Regions from separate parts of the Capra hircus genome. Here region 2 is linked to region 1. Evidence: chromatin contacts called from public Hi-C data. All regions are on one chromosome and are shown on one strand. The core of a region is the stretch at or near the end of the contact, and the rest is flanking DNA. Distances in the headings are between cores, read along the strand shown.

Region 1 (3,823 bases), core at 536-3,035:
GCCTTTAAGGGTGCCAGTGCAGACCTCCACACTGAAGGTTTATGTCTGTCAATCTTAGAAAAAAAGGAGGCCGTAATAAAACTACAGGAGCCAGCAGTAGGGAATTACAACTTCAGGATTAGTGGAGGTCTGCCTATAGCCCTGCTAGCTGCTGAGCGCTGATCTAAGGACGAGAACAATAAAGCGAAAGGAATTTAAGTCAATTGACTGCTGGATTGCATGAGTAGGACTCAGAGAAGCGGGTACTTGCTGAGGGTGACACCTGATGCTTGGCCACTGCCATCGTGTCACCCCAACTGGGGGACCCAGAGTTGGAGAGAAGGGGAAAGGTTCACCCAAGTCAAATGAGTTGAGCAGGACTGCAGATGCCCAAGTTGGAGGTTTTGCTTGCAGCAGCCAGAGCAACTCCAAGAGTAATTCAAATGATTCAGTTAATAAGAACAAATGCTACTTAAGTTCTCAGTGAGTGACCACAATAGGCAGAAAAACAGGAAATACAGCAGAAGGTGGACCGGCACACTGCAAAGAGACACAAGAGGGAGAAAAAAGTGGTGCCCTCTGGGAACTAGGCAGAGGGAAAAGTGGGGAAGTCATTGAGTGCATCAGACTGGCTGGGGTGAGGTCTGGGGGGGGGGTAAGGTGGGGGAGGGATGGGACAGCAAGTGGGGAATGGAGCTGAGAATAGAGAGGGCATCATTGCCACCTGTCCAGCATCTCCACAGCCCTCATTTTGGCAGCGTGGCCCTGATTCTTGCACAGAGGCTGGTTGGACCCAGCTTGAGAGCTTCCTAAAATATCCTTGGGTCTGATGCAATATCACTTTGTGATGGCACTGCATTGCGATGCGGTGACAGACTAACCTGGTGGTGGAGTAGGAAGGCCTTTTATGTCTTCATATGACCATGTCTGAGAGAGACCAAGTGAGCAGAGTGTTCCCAAAGGGCAATGGGGCACTTGGAAGACTGGTTAAGTTCTCTGATGAGGAAGGAATCGAGTTCCCAATTCCCCACTCCCACTACAGAGAACAACCACGTTTGGAGAGCTCAGTCAGGACAGGGAGACTCAGGCAGACCCCCAGGGCACCCTAAACTGCACAGGGAGCAGAGGAAGGGTTGTGCTAAAATCAATCTTCACCCTGAAGAAAGCAGGAAAAAACAAGATAGCTTGTCCCAGAGCATGCCCTCTGGGCAAAGGAGTTGGGTTGGGGAACTGGAGAAGAGACAGGCCTAATCTGGAGAAAGCCACCAAGAACTACCAAGAGCTGGCAGCAAGGTCCAGGTTGGCCTAGGTCTCCAAATAAAAACAATTTGCCTAGCTCTAGGCCAGTCCTTGTTCTGCATCATGATATGAAATTTGAAATGTGAATTAAACCTTGCAAAGGAATGTAACTCTTTCCTCCCTCCCCCAGGCCATTCTATCTTTCTTAGAGAGGGTGAGGTGGGTCAGAGGAGGAAGGTTTAACATTTTTGCCCCTTTACCAAAACATGGAAAGTGTCCCCACCACCTCTCCCACCATCCCTGTGCCCACCCCACCCCCTCCCCAGTGCTAAGAGTGTTCAAAACTAAAAGCCGAAGCATCTTTTCAGCAAGTAATCAGCACAAGTTGAAAAGCACATGCTGTTGCATTTCTGATCAGATTGTATGTTAAGCAGGAAAATATCCCCCCCCCACTTTCCCCCACTTTTTTTTTTTTTTTGGCTAAATGCTTGTCTGTTTAAAGAAGCCACCAGGCAGTGCCTCTCACTTTGTCTTGGCAGGGCACAACCATCAGACGAAGTGGGAGGAAGAAACATTAACTTCAACAGCTGTTTCTTGACCCCGGCTGTCAGTCTTCCCAAGAATAAATTTTGGAGAGTCCTATTTGAAACAAAGAGGGAGTTTTGGGGGAGAGAAAAGTTGGTTGATTCCAGGGAGGCCGCCTAAAGGAGCAGGGACCAAGATGCTGGCAGTTACCATGCAGCCTGCCAGCCTCTGCCGGGTGTAGGGGTGGAGCAAAGTAACTTGAAAGCTCCCCTCTCGGCGCCCTGTGCCTGCAGCTTCCCCCCCTAACGCGCGCCCAGATCCAGCGCCGGTGGTAAGAGCCGTAGCTCGACTACAGTAATTCCCCAGCTCGGGCGGCTTGAAACTGCTCGGGCTGAATAGCATTTGCTGTTCCGTCCGGCGGCCGCCTCCCGCCGCAGCTGCCGCGCTCCCTGCAAAGCAGCTCTCATTATCCCGGAAGTTGTGCTGACACTGTCTCGCTGCCACCAGAAGTTTGTCAACATCAAACTTCTCCTGTGTGGGGTACGTTCACCTTCCACGAGTATTTAATCGAGCCAACAAGCAAACAAACAAACCCAAATAAACCTGCCCGTGATGTCATGGTCTTTTTTTTTTTTTTTTTTTTGCTTTTGCTTTCCTGGAAGGCTGGGGCTGGTAGGAATTTGCTGGTGGGCGCTCAGAGCGCCGGTAGGTTTTAGGGGGGTTGGCGATCAGGGACGCCCCCGACCCAGGGTGAGGAGTAGGGAAGGGATTGGGATGGCGTGGGGAAGACTGGGGCTGGGAGGCGGGGGCCGGGGCCGGGGGCCGGCGGATGGGTCCTGCAACGTCTTGGCTGCGGTGGGTTTGGAGGATGCCCTGTCATGGGGCGAAGGTTGTTGCTTGGCGGCCCCGACCCCGCAGCAAAGATTACCTGGACCAGGTGGCCAGGCGTGTATACCGCGGGGGTTTTCTTCACTCCCACTGCACTCTGTACGCCTCCAGGACGTTTCTACAAACACCCCTTGGGGTCTTTGGGAATAAAGGGCATTAGGGTCATAAATGTATTTTTGAGGCTTCAGCTGCAACATCAAAGAAATCCTTGAGATCTGAGGGCAGCACCTTTTCAGCTACCTTGATAAAACCGTTTGGTCTAAACTTAACTCCTTTCCCTAAGCCAGGTCTCCAGGTTTAGTTTGAGTTGCTCCTGGGTTTGGGTGTTTGTGGTTTCCAGTTGCTCTCCCGCTGAGACACTCCTGGCTCTGTCGCCGGGTGGAGGGGGGAGAGGAGGAAGAGGAGGATTGTGATTAACCCTTTCCGCCCCGTGCTTTTATCCGGATACAGTCAATCCTACTCAGACTGGAGACGACAAGGCCTGACTTGCCGAGTTTTGGCACTCATGAATTAGTACCCCTTGAGGGCTATGGGTTTTGGGGGAGGAGCTGGAACCTCGGACACTGATATTAACTTTATGTCTAGTTTGGGGAGGCCACACTCCTCCCCAACTAGATATAAAGACAGGGGAGATCCCAGGGAGGGTGCTGCTGTATGTCAAGTCAAGTCAGGTATGGGCAACTGAGAGGGTTCAAAATCCCTAAAGCAAGCGGCAGCCCAAAGCCTGCCCTCTTGAATTGGAAATCTGTCCGCTTGTGGATGCAGCAAAATTTTTCTGTATTCTTCAATAATAAGTCAGAGTGGATAAATACCTCTATAAAGAATATTACCCATTATCCAGTATGGTATTGCAGAGACGCTGATTTAATCCATTTAGGGAGGCAGGTACTCGATTTACTCTTGCTGGTAGACTGTTATTAATCACGTTTTTAGAAAAATTATATCTACAGTCACCTATGTTTGATAACAAGAAGCAAGACGATCTCTCTTATTTTCCAAACTACCCTAAACAGGAAAATTGTGCTAGTCCCAAAGGGCTAACTTACCTTAAACACACACACAAAAAACAAAAACAAAAAGCTAAAAATAAAACCTAAAGAACTGAGGTGTTTCTGAGTTACTGGAAGTTACTTTTGACAAACACAAATCAAACTGATTCAAATACATTTCTAGAGCAGCCAGCCCTAAAAAA
Region 2 (3,823 bases), core at 940-3,439, 98 kb before region 1:
GACTTAAGACACACCAGGTTCAACTTCCTCATTATTATGCTAGATGCTTTCAAAAATTTTTTTACCAAAGTTATCATAACATAGATTAAATTCAGCCATCCCTGGAAGTTCAAGTAAAACCCAAAATTTGGATTCTCAAATTCAACCACCCTGAAAATACGTTTAAGATATACCTCAATACACATTTCAATTCCTTCACTCCCAAACATATGAAATCCAAATACTCTGTAATCATTAAAACATCTTCCCTAAATGTTTCTATTTTCTCAGATATATTGCCACTAAATGATAAACGCACACAAATTACGCTATCTCAAAACTTCAATTCCAGTAACTTGCTATCTCTTAACCAACCTATAATGCTAAATCTTTTACATACTCCTTGTCACAGCAACAAGATCCTGAATACAGCTCAGAAAATACCTTGGAGGTGTAGGGGGTAGTATCTTTTTTTGGTTTGTTTTGATACGCCAAGGCCGCCCCTAAATCCTATAGGAATTGCGGTTATTGCTGCCAACACAAAGATTAGGAAATGTTCCCAACCCTAGGGCACAAGAAACTTTCAGAAGACTACTAACTGCCTAAAACTAGGAGGCAAACCCGGTAGTTTCTGCACATTGGGTTTTTATTTACTCAGCTATTTCCTTGTGCAAGGTGACTAAAGTAGCTTTTGAGAGATGCTCTCAGACTTTTCTCCAGTCTGAAGTCCTCGGAAGGGCAGAGCGTGTCCAATGACAGGGATACGCCTCATCCTCAGAATGGAGGTGGTTAGTGGGAATCACCATAAGAACTGCTGCACAGAAAAGAGGGGTTCTTCCTCAGTGGTCACAGTCACTATGCGCTCTCATTTTTAGTAACAACCAAATCACCGTTACAAGCACATAAGAATAGAAGCAAACAACCCTGCTTCGCAGCGTGCCGTGACGGTGGCATCCCAGACCGGGAGGGGCTCTTTTCTCGCCAGCCTCCCCTGGGCTCCCACCGGAGTTAACACCTGTATCTCCTCGCCACACCGACCAAACAACCAACTCCTCCCCGTCTCCACGCTTCGACCCTTCCTGCAAGTCCGGGTTCGGACCACTGCCCCCTCCCCACCGCAGACAGCCCTCCACGCGCCAGCGGCCGCGGCCCCCACCGCCACTCCTCTGCGCCCCGCGACCCCCGCTCGCCGCCCGGACCGCCACGGCCCTCTACGTTTGGGAGGCTGCAAGTCTCCAAAAAAAAAAAGTTCTCCAGCCGCCGCCGCCGCCGCCGAGTTGGGTCGACTGCGAGCGGCAGAAACGCCAGCCTACCCCAACAGCTCCCGCTTCTCGCCAGCACACTTTTCCTCCCCGGGAACTCCGTCCTTTGACTCCCAAACTTCAGCGGCGCCCCTGACGCCCCCTGCCCCAGGCTTGCGAGGCACACAGGGCTGCGAACGCGGCGTCCCTCCTCCGGACCAGGAAAGCCCCGACGCCCACCCAGCCCACGCCCCGCACACGCCCTCCGCGCCCCGCGCGCGTCTCCGCGCCCAGCGGGGCCCCGCTCGGCCGCTCCACGCCCGGCTTCCGCCCGCCGCGCGCCCGGCCCCGCTGCCTTCGCCTCGCCAGGCGCAACCGGCCCCGGCGCCCGAGCCCCCCGCCGCGGCGCCCCTCGAGCAGCCCGCCCCGATCCCGGCCCGCCCCCACCGAACACCCACATTCCCTCCGCGTGCCCTCCTCCACGCAGCTGCCCCCTCTCGCCCAACCTCTACCCCCGGAGGCTCTCCGCTCCCCGCAGCCCCGGACCCCAGCTCCAAAGTTACTTTGCGAGAAGGTTGAACCCGCGGGTTATTTCCCTCAATCACCCAAACAAGTTTCCATCCCCGCCACCGGCACCGCCGCCGCCCCCCGACACACTCGCTCCCTCCCTCCCGCCAGACCCCACGGCCGCCAGCCCCGCGCGAGCCCCTCCTGGGAAACAGCCGCTCCCAGCACCGCACGCCCCCCACCTCGCGCACCCCTCCCCCTGCCAGCCCACCCCCCGGCTCTCCCCCGGCAGAGAGTGTCTGTGTGTCTGGGTGTCTCAGAGAGAGTGTGCGAGTGCGTGCGTGTGTGTGTGTGTGCGCGCGTGAGAAGGCGGAGGTGGGTGAGAAGCGGAGACACTTACTTCTCCCGGGCCTGGCTGTCGGACGGGACGGCGCTGCTGTTACTCTTGCCTTTGCCGTACATGCTTGTGCCGAGAGCAGCTCCCACTGTCACGCACCTGTCAACCCATCACAGCCTCCCCGGGAACAGCCCCGTCCCCATGGCGACCCACGCAGCCACCCCCACTATTGGCCGCCCCACGCCAAAGCTCCGCCCCCTTCGCCCAGGCAACGCACGAGACTGACAGGCCTTCCCCCCACCTCGACTCCCTCCGGCCTGCCGAAGCGCGCGGCGGCGGCTACAGCCTAAGCGGCAGTCTCCTCCCTCCTTCCCTCCCTCCCGGGTTCCCTCCCTCCTTCCCTCTCCGCTCTCCTCCCTCCTCCCGCTCCTCTCCCTCCCTCCCCCCTCCGAACCCCGGCGCAAGCGGGGAATTAGAAACTGCTCTAGAAGGATTTTAAACAACTGGCTGTTCCCTCTGCCGCCGCCCCTCCCCCCGCACCGCCCGCGCTCGGCTCCTCACTGGAGAGAAGGCGCCGGGAGGAGGGGAAAGTGCGGCCTGGAGTCTCTGGCAGGAGCCGGCGGAGCCGGAGTGGCCGCGGCCCCAGACTTCAGGGCGCCCGCCGAGTACACAGGCAGATCTACGGCCCCAGCCGCCCTGGGGAGCCTCCCCCACCAGCCCCTTTCTCCCGCTCCTCTCCTGTCTGTGACCCCGCGCCGGTACCCAGGATTGATCTCTGCAGTCCTCGGCCCTACTCCCTGCGGTGTCGCCCCCGCCCAGCTCCCAGAGGGCCGGCTGGCGGGGGACACGCGCACTGTTCCCTCGACCTTCTGGCTGAGCGACTCGCCTTCCCTCCTTGGAGGGACTGTGCCTGCGGCCCTTGGCGCCGCTGGGGTGGCGTCGCCTGGCTCCTGGGGCCGCGCCCTGCAGCGCGGGGGAGCACTCGGCCTCGGGCCTGGCTCCTCTCTTTAGAGGTGAGCCTGCCTCCAAAAGGTGGCCAAGTGACTCCTGGGGCCTCAGTGGCCCCCACCTTGTCCTCCTAAGATCAGAGCCCCGCGACATGCCAGACCTACTGCAGAAAAGGGTCCCGGGTATCCCCACCTGGCCTGCCTCTCTAGCCTGGGGCGTTGATGCCAACTCATCCTGACCTTTGGAGTGGAAAGGACCGTAGAAGGCTTTTAAAAACATCCCTGTCTTTGTCCGTCAGAATAGGCCCCAGCCGTGCTCCAAGGTGTACAAAGCTTTTGCCAGAGCTGAAACGCTGCCCAAGAATATTCATGGATCCCAGGCCCCAATCCCATTTCAGTAAAGGCAAAAAAGTTTCTGAAAACACACACAACCTGGCTCCCAACTGAACTCCATCCTTTATCTTGTGGAGATCCTTGGATGTAAAATGAGACAGAGTGCAAACACGTTTAAAAAGAAGAGATGGGCATCAAATAGGGAGTGACAGGGGGAGTGGGGTGCAGCTGGGGGTCAGATAGGGGAAAACATCAAGAAAGGATAAAAAGACCCGGAACAGCTATGGGAGGGGAGAGGAAATAACATTCAAATGGAGAAAGGTACCTTTCTTTTCCTCACATGCAGCTTTAAACTTTTAGTAGTAGGGTCATAAAAATGTATATGGAGATTCTGAGATAGATGGAATGGAAAGAAATGGGCTTGTGTGGGCATTGACAGCAAGTGATAGGAATATAACATCAACAGAAGGTTAAGGAAG

The links. A called contact is a pair of places that touch in the nucleus more often than the background predicts.
Region 2: a Hi-C map of blood shows a contact between it and region 1, with 3 times the contacts expected there. The contact joins the promoter of SSBP2 here to the enhancer-like site in region 1. A contact is called at or near these places in 2 of 5 Hi-C or Micro-C datasets (both in blood).

The regions. Positions count from the first base shown.
Region 1 is chr7:28,768,718-28,772,540 of ARS1.2, reverse strand. No RefSeq gene overlaps it. Among named protein-coding and RNA genes, the nearest start is that of SSBP2, 98 kb to the left of the region's middle. Within about 2 kb of position 1,785, at least 5 of the 5 cell types and tissues checked have an H3K27ac peak or open chromatin away from gene starts, as enhancers often do.
Region 2 is chr7:28,867,253-28,871,075 of ARS1.2, reverse strand. It overlaps SSBP2 (single-stranded DNA-binding protein 2), which reads right to left and starts at 2,189. Exons shown (of 17, transcript XM_018050055.1): 1 at 2,128-2,189. The coding sequence starts at 2,189.